Linked DNA regions of Sus scrofa: regions 1, 2 and 4 are each linked to region 3. Evidence: chromatin contacts called from public HiChIP or PLAC-seq and promoter capture Hi-C data. All regions are on one chromosome and are shown on one strand. Each heading gives the region's core, a stretch centred on a gene start, on an enhancer-like site or on the middle of the called end of the contact. The rest is flanking DNA. Distances are from core to core; before and after follow the strand shown.

Region 1 (3,290 bases), core at 381-2,880, 310 kb after region 3:
GGTACTCCCAAAGATACAATTTTATTTATTTATTTTCTTGGCCATGCCTACTGTAAGCCGAGCTCAGAGAAAAAGAGAATGAGTTGGGTGTTCAGGCAAAGAGAAGAAAGTTTGTTATAGGGGAAAGGGAGAGGGTGACAGACCCTTGAGAAGAGCCAGCCCCCCACCCTTCTCATGGGGCCTTCTTAGACCCCGTGGATGGGAAATAGGATTCCCTGAGGCGGGGGTGGGGGGTGGGAGAAGGTTAGTTATCTTTCGCCTGCAGCTGAACTCTGATGGTCACGTAGTCGTGAGAAAGTCAGAGGTGTCTCATGGTAGGGTGGTCTCATAATCCTGAGAAAGCGGGAGGTGTGTGGTGTCCCACAGGGAAGGGGGAAGGGTCTCACAGTCTTGGGAAAGCAGGCACCAGCAGCGAAAACAGGATGTCGCCTGAGCAAGGTGGTCAGTCTCATGAGTCAGCATAAAGAGCCATTTTAACAATGGGCCCCCACGTAGCCCCTAACACCTAGAGCATGCAGAAGTTCCAAGGCCAGGGATCGAACCCATACCACAGAAATATTAATGCTAGATCCTTAACCACTAGGCCACCAGTTAAGAACCGGATTTCCTTCTTTTTAAAGGCCTAAAGATATTCCACTGTATGTACATACCACATTTTTTTTTAATCCATTCATCTATGGACATTCAGGTTGCTTCCACCTCTTGGCTCTTATAAACAATGCTGCCAATGAGCAAGGGTGTACAAATATCTCTTTGAGCTTTAACTGTCTTATTTCACAGGTGATGGCAACCCTAACTCACAGAGTAAAGTGACTATCTAAACCGGCATCTCCAAACAATGGCAATCCTGAAATTTTGGATAATTTCTTGCTGATGGAAGGCAGCTCTCTGCACTTGTAAGGTGTTTAGCAGCTAGGCTGGCCTCTAGCAACTAGATATCAACAGTACCCCTTGCTCCTTCAAACAAACCAAAATCTATTTATTTACACATTGCCAAATTGGGGGTGGGAGGGCAAAACTGCCGCAGTTGAGAACCAATACTCTAAAGAAACACGCGGGTCCAGCATAAGCAGGACCCAGACTGCTGTCACCCCAGAAATGATGGCGGGCTCTACAAAAAGCCAAACTCCAGTGCGACGTACAAAGCATTTTCTTTTTTCAACAAAGCATTTTCTCAAAAGTGGCGGCACAGGTAAGGACGTCACCCCGCAGAGCTGTCAACGTTGGGGGAAGAAAGGGCAAAGCAGAAGAGCCACCTCCCACCCTACCCTATCCCACCCCCGCAACTAGAGCACGACTTCCGGCCCTCGTCTAAGGCCGGACGCCCCGCCCAGGCCCGCGGGGCCCTCGCAGTGCACGCTGGGATTTGAAGTTCCGGCGTGCGAGATCTTACCTGCGCAACTCCCACAGCCGGCTACCTCCTCTCTAGGCCGCGCGCGGCCTCTCCCGGAAGCTGAGCGGGTTAAAGTTTCAACACTTCCTTTCCCCGCCTCTTAGTCCCGCAGATTGCCTGTCGAAGTAACCAATAGGTGGCCTGACTGTTGCTTCCTTTTACTTGATTGGCTTAGATTTTTGCAGCCGCCCAGACAAACTTGCTAGGGATTGGTCGAATCTTCAGTTTTGAAAATCGTAGAGTTGGCCCGCGCTGCACCGCCCGGTGGCTTCCCTGCAGCCGCGAGCCCTGGAGGCCTGGAGCGGTGGGACTTAGGCGGGCTAGGGTGTGTGCTGGGAAGGTCGCCGGACTTGGATCGGAGCAGCACTTCGGAGACGCCGTGCAGTCGAGTGAGTGCGCCCGGGCGGCCGGCGGGGGTGCGGGGTAGATAGCGATTTGTTACCCCTCCGGCCAGTCCCGGAGTGGGGGGCGTGACCCCCCCACTCCCCGCTGCGGCCTGGCAGGGAACGCATTACCTCTTCCAAGTGACGAGGTGACCTGCTTTGGTTCTGGGGCTTGAGACGACCCTCACCCTTCACCCGAGAGAATAACCTCATCCCCTCCCCTCCCGTGCTTAGCATCTTCTATGCCTAGGAAGCCCTTTGTTCACCTGGGCGCGCAGAAAGTGCACACCCGCCGGGTCGTGTGACGGGATTATGCCAGGTGGCATTTCTGTACAGTTAACCCTCGCTCGATACCTCTGCCATCAGCTGGGCAACATTTTAGACTGACCATTTCCGGGGGCCAGTGCTGTCCCTGATCCTGTCACTCTCCAAGCACGTTCGCTGTTCCACTGTGTCCTTCTCTGGGGAGCTCAGAGCCAGAACTGGGCGCCTGCCTTTCTGAGACTGAAATGGAGTAGGAGGCAAAGGTTTGTGGTTAAGAGCGCAGTTTAAATCCAGGCCCCACCCCTGACTCACCGGCTGACTTTGACTTAACTTATCTTTGCCTCAGTTTCCTCATCTGCATAAAGGTCTTCTTGAGGTTGTGGTGAGGAGTGAAATGATAAGCCACCCCATCGTGGAGCAGGACTCTTTAAAGAAAGCTGCTATTGTGACCTTCCTTCACTGAGATGCAGTTGCAGGGGTTAGGTGTCTGACTTCCTGCACCCTCCAAAGAACAGGCTTTGTGGCAGAGAGTGATGGGGGCTCTCGTCTGGCATATGATGTGAGAGAAGAATTGGGAGAGGAAGATGAGCTCCCTTTGCCCTTGGTGGGATGTAGGATGCTCTGGGTTTGTGCTCAGGTTCTTACAGGTGCTGAAGAGGCCTTTGCTGCTCTTCCCAGGACCCTCATTCTCACGCTGAGTCCTCCTTTCTCAGGATCACCTCTGATCTAATGAAAGTGACCCTGTTTTAAATACCCAAGCAGAGGCTGCTGAAAACAGACTTCCTCATGGAAGAAGCACTTTGTGAAAGAAGCTCTCACCCACTTTTGCCATTTTGAACAAATATTTTCAAAACAGCAAGTTGTGGGGAGTTCCCGTTGTGGCTCAGCAGGTTAAGAATCTGACTAGTAGCCATGAGGATGCGGGTTTGGCCCCTGGCCTCGCTCAGTGGGTTAAGGATCTGGCGTTGTCGCAAGGTGTGGTGTTGTAGGTCGCAGATGCGGATTGGTCCAGCATTGCCATGGCTGTGGTGTAGGCCGGAGCTGCAGCCCCTAGCCTGGAAACTTCCCTATGCCACAGGTGTGTCCCTAAAAAAAGGAAAAAACTAATAAAATCAAAAAAATTTAGCAGTTTGTTGCTTTTTGGAGCAACAAACTCTTTTGTCTTCCTAAAATGATTTTCTCTTTCCTGGCCTCAAACTGGGCTCCTACACTTAGTCAGGGCTGAGCTCGGAACAGAGGGGCTGGGGGGA
Region 2 (3,194 bases), core at 252-2,751, 280 kb after region 3:
AGGGAAAATGCACCTGGGACATGTCATGGAGGGATCTGGTGGCCACTTTAGACATAGAAGGAAACATACTGCATCCCAAACCCTGGGCAGTCAGATGCCTTCCTAACCCACCCACCCAGGTAAAACGTAGAGCCTCCTTTTTTTCTTTCTTTAAAATTCCTTTTTCTTTATATTTCTTAAAATTTTTATTTTATATTGGAGTATAGTTGATTTGCAGTGTTGTGTTGGTTTCAGATGTACAGCAAAGTGAATCAGTTATACATACATCCATTCTTTTTCATTCTTTCCCCATATAGGTTATTACAGAATATTGAGTAGAGTTCCCTGTGTGATATGGAGCCTTTTTTTTTTTTTTTTTTTTTTTTTGTCTTTTCTTGTCTTTTCTAGGGCTGTACCCGCAGCATATGGAGGTTCCCAGGCTAGGGGTCTAATCGGAGCTGTAGCCACCAGCCTACGCCAGAGCCACAGCAACTCGGGATCCGAGCCATGTCTGCAACCTACACCACAGCTCATGGCAACGCCGGATCCTTAACCCACTGAGCAAGGCCAGGGATCGAACCCACAACCTCATGGTTCCTAGTCGGATTCGTTAACCACTGCGCCACGATGGGAACTCCAGGCCTCCTTTTTTAAGGACATGAAAGGCCAACAATTCCTGCCCATGGACAGAGGTCACAGTCTCTTTATGAGTGCCCCTCTGAAAGGGAACACAAAAACAAAACTTTGTTGAAGTATGATTTACATGCAATAAAAGGTGCTTAAAAAAAAAATTGAGGAGTTCCCATCGTGGCTCAGCAGAAATGAATCTGACTAGCATCTGTGAGGACGCAGGTTCGATCCCTGGCCTTGCTCAGCATGTTAAGGATCCGGTGTTGCCGCGAGCTGTAGTGTGGGTCATAGACACCACTCGGATCCTGCATTTCTGTGCCTGTGGTGTAGGCTGGCAGCTACAGCTCCTATTGGACCCCTAGCCTGGGAACCTCCATATGCTGTGGGCAAGGCCCTAAAAAGATAAAAAAAAAAAGACGCTTTAATAGTTTTGACGAACATTTACAGTCATGAACCCACCAGTACAACCAAGATACGGAACCTCTCCACCGTCGCAGAAAGTTTCCTCCTGCACTTTTGAAGCCATTCCACCCCACTCCCACTGCCTGCCAAGAAATCACTGGTCTGCTTTTTGCCTTTTTTTTTTTTTTTTTTTTTTTTGGTCATTTTAGGGCAGCCCCTAAGGCCTATGGAAGTTCCCAGGCTAGGGGTCGAATTGGAGCGGCAGCCGCCACAGCAGATCTGAGCCACATCGGCAACACCAGATACTTAACCCACCGAGCGAGGTCGAGGATTGAACCCACAATCCTCATGGATACTAGGCGGGTCCTTCACCCACCGAGCCACCATGGGAACTCCCAAGGCAGATCCCGCTTGGCTGGTGAGACTGGCTTTCAGAGTAGGAGGTTTTTCATGCCCAGGAGGACAGGAAGAAGACAGGTCCCCACAAAGTGGTGGCATGACACCACCTAAAGGCGTTTTTGTGTCACAGAGAGGAAGTCTCACGGGCTTACAGTATGCTCGGTTCCTTGTCTCCATTGGGCCAGGAAAGCCGCTCAAAGGCATCCCATCCATCAATCATTGCATGTAGCTCAAACACGTGTTCAAGCCCTGAGGTCCAAACTGAGGACAAAGCCGTCAGGGTGTCCTTTAAACGAATGAAATGCCGATATGAAACTTCCTTTATTTAAAGCCGAGAGATTCAACAGGAGGCTCTGACATCAGCCCACCTGGATGCGAGCCTTGGAACCCTGGCTCCCCCGCTGCCTCTGCCTGAGGTTCACAAAGTGCAGCTTTAATCTTCATGTATTGCAGAGCCCTCATCTGTCAAGCGGGATGGATGATATTTACCCCACAGGTGGCGAGGATCGCATGAGATGACGCAGCCACGTGCTTAGAATAATAACTCTCCATCATTATCGGCTCAACGGAGGACACCACGACTATTAAAAATTACATAGGAGTTACGGTGGTGGCACAGCGGAGACAAATCTGACTAGTATCCATGAGCATGCAGGTTCGATCCCTGGACTCGCTCTGTGGATGGGGGATCCGACATTGGGGTGAGCTGTGGTGTAGGCTGACAGCTGTAGCTCCGATTCCACCCTCTAGCCTGGGAATCCATATGCCACAGGTGCAGCCCTAACAAGCAAAAACAAATAAATAAATAAACAAACAAACAAATAAAGATATTTGCACTGTCTTTTTTTCTTTTTTGTCTTTTTAGGGCCGCATCTGTGGCATATGGAGGTTCCCTGGCTAGGGGTCGAATCAGAGCTGAAGCCACTGGCCTAGGCCACAGCCACAGCAATGTGGGATCCGAGCCGTGTCTGCAATCTACACCACAGCTCATCACAGCGCTGGATCCTTAACCCACTCAGAGAGGTCAGGGATTGAACCTATGTCCTCATGGATGCTAGTCAGGTTCATTTCCACTGAGCCATGACGGGAACTCCTGCACTGTGTCTTTAAAAAAAATTATATAAACAGGAGTTCTCACTGTGGCTCAGTGGTAACCAACACAACTGGTATCCATGAGGATGTGGGTTCGATCCCTGGCCTAATTCAGTGGGTCAAGAATCCAGTGTTGCTGCAAGCTGCAGCGTAGATCACAGATGTGGCTCAGATCCCACATTGCTGTGGCTGTGGCATAGACTGGCAGCTGCAGCTCCGATTCGACCCCTAGCCTGGGAACTTCCACATGCCACAGGTGCGGCCCTAAAAAGAAAAAAAAATTATATAAATATAAATTTCTGGCATGGGGAGATATACCTTGGCTATTACTTTAAAAAAATTAGCTATAAAATTGGGTTGTGATGATCATTGTACAACTATAAATGTAATAAGTTCATGGAGTAATATAAAAATAAATAAAGACATAAATTTAATTTCAGGAAAAATATATATGTTTTAATAAAAAGATGAGTAAGTTTAAAAAAACTAAAAATAATATTTTGGAGTTTCATGGTGGCTCAGCAGGTTAAGAATCCAGCATGGTCACTGCTATAGCTCAGTAGCTGCTGTGGCAGGGGTTCAATGCCTGGCCTGGGAACTTCTGCATGACATGGGCACAGCCAAAAAAAAAAAAAAAAGCAGTATAAGTTTGATCCCATTCTGAAAAGAAAAAGATGGGTATTTATAAGTAC
Region 3 (3,452 bases), core at 363-2,862:
AAAAGCTCTTTTTCTTTTCTTTTTTTGTCTTTTTGCCATTTCTTGGGCCACTACTGTGGCATATTGACGTTCCCAGGCTAGGAGACAAATCAGAGCTGTAGCTGTAGACCTACACCAGAGCCACAGCAACGCGGGATCTGAGCCATGTCTGCGACCTACAGAGCTCACGCCAACACCGGATCCTTAACCCACTGATCGAGGCTAGGGATCGAACCTGCAACCTCATGGTTCCTAGTCAGATTTGTTAACCACTGAGCCACGACAGGAACTCCAAAGCTCTTTTTCTTTTTAGCCACACCAGCAGCATGTGGAAGTTCCCGGGCCAGGGGCTGAACTCTCTCTGCAGTGGCAGCAACTCCAGCTTCGCAGCCCGCTCCACTACGGGGGAATTTGTAATTTTGCTTATGGTTTGAGAAGTTTTATGGACCCATGTCTGTAGGTATCAAGCTAAGAATCCTTGCTGGAAGACAGAACTGGACTGGTACCCTGATCTCAACTCCTGCACTAGTAAGGAATCTTGAGATCTACAGGCAAAAGACCTAAGTTATAATTCTGGCTCTAGTGAGTAAACATGAGTCTCAGTAAAGGGATTATAATAATCTCTCTCTCACAAGGTTGATGTATGATTTAAGGCAGATGACAAACGTCACAGCCTCTAACTCACTGCCTGGCATGGAGTAGTTGCTTAATGGCTTTTTGTTTCCTTCCCAAGGTTAGAGAGCAAATTATGAGATAATGCCTGTGAAAGAGGGCTGTAAAACGTAAAGTTCTGCACAAATGTTAACTCCCATTGTCACCCACCGCCCAACGCTTCTAAAATCCAGAACATAACAACTCTAGAGAAGTAAATTGACCCCATTGTTCTAAGAGACACTGGAATTCAATTCAGTAAACATGTATGTCCCCCCACCCCCCCAAATGATAAAGACAATCGCTGCCATTGACTGACCCTCCAATTGCAGGCCCCGTGTTTGGCACTGGGAATACAAAGATGAATAGACATCATCCCAGGGCTAGAGGCACGTCAGCTGGTGGTCACTAGTAGGCGTGGCAGATAACAAAGAAGTACATGACACGTGGCAAAAGGCTGGTACATAGGTTGTGGGAGCTCCCAGGAGAGAGGGGACAAGTGCCCGAGACAGCTGGAAGTGCTTCATCAAGAAGGTGACATTTGCCCAGGGCCGTGTAGGATAAGCACGAGTTCCACAGGGGGGAAAAACTTTCCAGATACACGTCACAGAAATCAAAACTCCAAGGTTTTTAAAATGCACCCCACGCTTCTAAATCGGGAGATCTGAAACCTAGTGAGATCAAAACCACAGCCTACGGAGTCTACGGCAAGGGGCTTCCCTTCCCCGCCCCTCAGCCCAAGCCGAAGGATCCAGGAGCCTCCCGCCCTCTGGACCTCGGGCGCCTGAGGCCTCTGCGAGAGAAACCGGCTGTGGGGCGAGCCCCGAGGGGTCCCCAGAGCCCTGTGGGAAACACCTCTCAATCCTCTCACCATTTTGCCGGGCACAGGGTAAACCGCCGTTCCGCCACCGGAAGAACACGTCGGCAGGAGCAGGCGCGCAGTTCAGCCGGAAGAGGAAGCGCAGCTGCGCGAGTGGCATTGTGGGATTTGTAGTCCTGTGGTGGGGGGCGGCAACGGGATCTGGGGCCGGCGGGGTCCCGGGGTGGAGTGGGAACAAGTGGTGGAGAAGGGTAGGGTCGGGTCGCTGAGCGAGCCTGTTCACCCTGGCTGGAGTCTTTGTCTTGAGAGAAGCAGGCCGAGGGCTCCGGGGCCTGTACTACACTTCCCAGGAGGCTGTGCGCCGCGGTAGGTCATGTGACGGGAGCGCGGGCTTTGGAAGGCGGCGGAGCGAGAGGCTACCCGCGGCTGAGGAGCGAGTTGGGCTGAGGTCGGCCCTGGGCCACACAGGAGCAATCGCCAGCTGCCGAGGCTTCACGTCCCAGAGGCCAGGTGAGACCCGCGGGAAGCGCCTCGAGAGCGGCGGGCCCGCTTTGCGCCGGGTGCTGGAGAAGGCCGGCCGCTGCCGTGCGCCGGACGGAGGGAGCGCGGGATTCGCCATCTGGCGGGCCCGCCACTTTCCGTTGTGAGCCTGGGGCCAGTCGCTGAACCCCCGAGCCTCTTTCTTCATTTGTAGAAGAAGGATAATAACTCCCACCTCCTGGAGTCGTTTTGTATGGTGACTTAGGTGCTGGAGGAGAGACAGTTTTGGAACTGCACTTGTCCAGATTCCTTTCCTTCCTGCCTTTGTCGGCCTCGGTGGTGGGATACTCGGCTAACGAGGCACTGGCTCCTGGGTACACATTCTAGCAAAGCAGATAGGTTGGGGCCTGAACCGAAGGATCGAGTGGGTTCTGGAGGGGGAATTTTTATAGAGCACCTAGCGTTTGTTGGAGGGGTTTTTGTCTGGTACCTCAGTTAACTCTGACAGTAATTCTGCAAGGCAGGCATGGTTCCCATACTTGATAGATGAGAAAACCAAACCTAAATGGCTTAGTAACGTCACAGACTAAGTGACATAATGGTATTACCGAGGTGGTGAGTGCTGGTGCCTGGGTTCAAGGCCACCGCCATTCGCAGGTGAGAACTAGGTGAGACGGACATTGAAGAAAAGGGCTTCAGGATGGTGGGAGGAAGGCACCGCCGAGCAAAAGTGAGACAGGGCGGTCCTTAGACCAGCCTTTCTCTTCGATTCTAAGAGTGTAAAGTTAAGTTGGGAATCAGCATGAAAGATCTTGATGCTGTAAGTCCCTTATGTTTTAGAAAGAACCCTGTGAAGGACGAGTGGGAACAATTAGAAGGCCTAGTGTACTATTTCTTTGAGTGTTGGACACAGTGCCAGTGGTGCCTTCAGCATCCTTTTTATTTTATTTTTTATTTTATTTTATTATTTCTAGGACCACACCCGCAGCACATGGAGGTTCCCAGGCAAGGGGTCAAATCAGAGCTGCAATTGCTGGCCTACACCACAGCCACAGCAATGCCAGATCCGAGCTGTGTCTGCGAACTGCACCACAGCTCACGGCAATGCTGGATCCTTAACCCACTGAGCGAGGCCAGGGATCGAACCCACAACCTCATGGTTCCTAGTCGGATTTGTTTCCTCTGCGCCACCACAGGAACTCCTCAACATCCTTTTTAAAAGTATTGAGTTATAACTGATATAACACAGGTATTATTACTTAAGATGAGTTCTTTTTTTTCAATTTAGTTTTTAGAAGATGGTGTCCACATGAAAAATATTAAGTGAATGAAAGTACAGGTTTTAGTGGGAAGTGGCAGAAAATTGTGAGGGTGGATTAGGCCCGACTGAAGTTTGGGAAATACTTCCGTAGGAAATCTTTTGTTGAGGGGCCTGGACCACAGAAATTCAGTTCTGGGCTGAGGGACTCCAGCATGCAGGCCCCTGCACCGGGACCTGGGGTGGAGTAGGAGCTGTGGAGCT
Region 4 (3,505 bases), core at 424-2,923, 380 kb after region 3:
GATGGATGGATGGATGGATGGATGGATGGGCGGATATGTGGATGGATGGAACCTCCCTTTGATCCATGATACCTTTTTTTTTTTTTTGTCTTTTTGTCCTTTTTTAGGGCCACACCTGCGGCATATGGAGGTTCCCAGGCTAGGGGTCAAATCAGAGCTGTAGCCACTGGCCTACGCCACAGCCACAGCAACACCAGATCCAAGCCGTGTCTGTGACCTACACCACAGCTCACGGCAATGCCGGATCCTTAACCCACTGAGTGAGGCCAGGGATCAAACCCACAACCTCATGGTTCCTCGTCGGATTCGTTTTCGCTGTACCACGGCAGGAAATCCAATACCCATTTTTTTTGGTTGGTTTGTTTGTTTGTTTTCTTGTTTTTTAGGGCCACACCTGTGGCATATGGAGGTTCCCAAGCTAGGGATCAAACTGGAGCTATAGCTGCCAGCCTATGCCACAGCCCCAGCCACTTGGGATCCGAGCCGCATCTATGACCTACACCACAGCTCACGGCAATGCCAGATCCCAGACCCACTGAGTGAGGCCAAGGATTGAACCCGCAACCTCATGGTTATTAGTTGGATTCATTTCCACTGCAGCACAACAGGAACTCCAATGACCCTGTTTTAAGCCCCGTAAGATAGGCTCTTCACATAGAGCATCTGTCATCTTTTTAAAACTATCATTTCTAACCATTTTAGCAGTGAGGAAAAGGAACCTTGGAATGACCAGTGCTTTAAACTGTCCCAGGACGCTCCATGATTAGGTGCTGCATCCAAGTTTCAAATCCACATCTGCCTGAGCCCAGGTCCCATCCCCATCCCACCATTCACCACTGCCTCGGGCTCCGCAGTTGTTCTGCTTCACGGCAGCGGTTAAATCAGTGGAAGCAAAACCTGAAAAAGCTCACAAAAAGTAGATGAAAAATTAATTCATAGATTTATAATAGGGTGAATTTAGGAAACGGAGTTAACTAAGTGAGAGGGTCTTTGTAAAAACAACCCTCAGAGAAAGAGAAATATTATTAATATTTCCCATATTTGAAGCACCTTCCTGAAAAATTGTCTATGGGCCAGGGAGGTCTGCCTCCCAGAGGACATATGTGGTATTGCACCCAGCTCAGGTGTTCCGTGACCTGGAACAGAGGCACACACAGGCTGTGAAGCAATTTGCACTTAGCAGAAGAAAGAGAAGGGGGACAGAAGCAAGAGGAGGAGGAGGGGAAGAGAGAGGCGTGGGGAGGAAGAAGAGGCAGCGATGGGGAGGAAGAGGGAGAAGAGAACATGACCTTCACGGTGATAATAAAAAAACAAGCATGGCAACGCCAGCCCGCAATGTTGTACCTTACTGTTTAGAAAGCCTTTTGCATTAACGTAACCTAAAGTCATGTATCATTACTGCTGTTCCAAAGTTGGTTGGGGTCCAAAAGGAAAGTGTCTGTGTCCTTGATTTGCTACCAACAGGGCACAGGCTGGCTGGGCGCGGGTTGATCCCTGCTGTCACTTTCTGGTCCTATGCCAGCTTATTCCTGTGACTCATTCCCTCACTTGTGGGAGGGATTGGTGTGGTGACCTGGAGAATAAAAGGAGGCGTTCTGGGCGCTCGTCTCCAAAGGGAGTTCCTCTTTCTCTGCCACATTGGACTGAAGAGCCAACCACGGCTGCCTCCAACATGAAGCTGGCGATGGTGCTCATGCTGGTGGCCCTCCCCGTTTACTGCTCTGCAGGTGAGTCCTGACAGGGGGCACAGGCTTTGGGCTAAGCTGGGTGTCCGGTCCCCTGTGCAAGACTTCCCAATCCCCAAGGGCCAGGACAGGACAGGTCTGCACCCTATTGGCCAAAGGAGCATCACTGATTCCAGAAACTCTGAAAAGAGGTCCTCCGTGGGCTTTGCCTCTGCCCTGGAGCTGCACGTGTGTCTCGTGCCATTCCGGGTGTCCCGGCAGCATCACAGGTACCCTGAAACCAGAATGCATCATTCTTGAAAACTAGAATTGGGTGTTTCTGTGGGACGAGGGAAACATGCTCGTCCCACGCTCTATTTATGTCTAGATGGGTTTACTGAAAGAGGCACTTAAATACAAAAAGAAACAGGGAAACTGCAAGGAGAAAAAGCTCAGGACACAGTGTGTACCGAGCGCGGATCCCAACTCCCCACAATGTTCAGGGTTGGTTTGAGCCCTTCTGGAATGTTCCTACACCCAGTCCCTTTCCACTCAATGGTGGCTGAAGGAGAAGAGCGCACACTCCCTGGAGGTCTCCTGCCTTGACGAAGATCGAGCCAGAGAAAAATTCCCTGGCAGCTAAAACCTGGTCTTCAGTGATAGGTCACACATGTAGTTTGCTTTGTTCAATTGCCAAAGCTCTTTCAAATGCCCCCAGCTCATTTGTTCCTCAAGTATGTGGCGTGAGGTTCCAGGCGTCAAGTTCAAGGTCAACTATCTAGAAAACTGCAGACCCGAGAGTAAAACCCAGCTCCCACAGACCCAGCTCCAGAGCTCTTTTCCCCTCCCCCACTCACATCAATCCCTTCACAAACAAGAATTGCATGTGTGCGTTCTTTTTTGTTGCAGAAAAGCATTAGCCTCAACGGCGCGAAGGGACAATCTTCTAGACCCAATACATTTACTAGACTGGGCAATCCCTAGCTGTGGCTCTCAGTGACTAGAGTGAAACATCACATGACTCTGAAGAAAGAGCAGATAATAGCTATTAATGTGTAATAATATATTGCGCTGAGTGAGAGCATCTCCTGTCTCCAGCACCCTCCTTAATGGAGGTTACATAGTGTCTGGCTTCTGGAGGCCTATGAGAAGAAGGATAGATGATTTAGGGCTTAAGGAAAGCCCAGATCCTCAGTTCACGCTCATAGAATTGAGGATGCCAGACCCATTCACCATAATCTTCCTGAAGAGACATCTCTCCCGGGATGTAAGAGGATGACAAATATCCCAAAGAAGCTCATGCAACATTCTGAAGCCCACGTTTGCACCCTTACTTTCTCCCCAGGTTCTGGCTGTTCCTATCTTGAGAGAGTGATTTCAGATACCAGTGATTCCAGCGTAACCGCGGATGTGTATCTAGCATCTCTTCAAGAGTACATAAGCAGTGATGACACTACCCAGGCCATAAAGGAATTAAGGGAATGTTTTCTCAAGCAGTCAGAAGAGACTCTGGAAAATTTCAGCGTGTTTATGGTAATTTCAGCTTTTTCTGATGTGCTTCTAGAGACAGGGACAAGGAGGCTCAAAGTCTGTCACTCGTGCCAAAGCAAGTGATGAATGTGCTTTATTTCTGTTTATTGCATTGTGTGACAAGTCTGATGACTTTGACATCAAGAAAGACAATCAAGGCCACAGGGCCAATTTGCCACTTGGCAAAATCTTTCGTGAATCATAAGGGAAAAAGGCAAAAGAGGGAAAAGACCACTCAGGCACAGGACCACCTACCCCTCCCCTCCGCTCCCCAGCACACACACAACCCCCCTCTCAGTTCCCTGCGTGCA

The links. Promoter capture Hi-C pulls out the DNA fragments that hold promoters and counts their contacts. HiChIP or PLAC-seq counts read pairs in DNA pulled down with a chosen protein or histone mark.
Region 1: a promoter capture Hi-C map of liver shows a contact between it and region 3, with 7 times the contacts expected there. The contact joins the promoter of INCENP here to the promoter of TMEM258 in region 3. A contact is called at or near these places in 3 of 5 promoter capture datasets (fetal liver, fetal skeletal muscle and liver), 5 of 47 Hi-C or Micro-C datasets (blood, embryonic fibroblasts, liver and 2 more) and 1 of 2 datasets of contacts at active chromatin or transcription factors (alveolar macrophages).
Region 2: a contact with region 3 is called in an H3K27ac HiChIP or PLAC-seq map of alveolar macrophages. The contact joins the enhancer-like site here to the promoter of TMEM258 in region 3. A contact is called at or near these places in 24 of 47 Hi-C or Micro-C datasets (adipose tissue, alveolar macrophages, blood and 15 more) and 2 of 2 datasets of contacts at active chromatin or transcription factors (alveolar macrophages and skeletal muscle).
Region 4: a contact with region 3 is called in an H3K27ac HiChIP or PLAC-seq map of alveolar macrophages. The contact joins the promoter of PHEROC here to the promoter of TMEM258 in region 3. A contact is called at or near these places in 1 of 5 promoter capture datasets (fetal skeletal muscle), 8 of 47 Hi-C or Micro-C datasets (embryonic fibroblasts, mesenchymal stem cells, mesenteric adipose tissue and 3 more) and 1 of 2 datasets of contacts at active chromatin or transcription factors (alveolar macrophages).

What each region holds. Positions count from the first base shown.
Region 1 is chr2:9,444,165-9,447,454 of Sscrofa11.1, reverse strand. It overlaps INCENP (inner centromere protein), which reads left to right and starts at 1,630. Exons shown (of 20, transcript XM_021082921.1): 1 at 1,630-1,782.
Region 2 is chr2:9,472,273-9,475,466 of Sscrofa11.1, reverse strand. No RefSeq gene overlaps it. Among named protein-coding and RNA genes, the nearest start is that of INCENP, 28 kb to the right of the region's middle. Within about 2 kb of position 1,501, at least 4 of the 83 cell types and tissues checked have an H3K27ac peak or open chromatin away from gene starts, as enhancers often do. A contact at or near this core is called in alveolar macrophages, where this site is marked.
Region 3 is chr2:9,755,130-9,758,581 of Sscrofa11.1, reverse strand. TMEM258 (transmembrane protein 258) reads right to left here and starts at 1,612. Exons shown (of 4, transcript XM_003122626.6): 1 at 1,502-1,612. The coding sequence starts at 1,504. It overlaps FEN1 (flap endonuclease 1), which reads left to right and starts at 1,719. Exons shown (of 2, transcript XM_003122627.5): 1 at 1,719-1,960.
Region 4 is chr2:9,377,601-9,381,105 of Sscrofa11.1, reverse strand. PHEROC (pheromaxein C subunit) reads left to right here and starts at 1,673. Exons shown (of 3, transcript NM_001123161.1): 1 at 1,673-1,727; 2 at 3,010-3,197. The coding sequence starts at 1,673.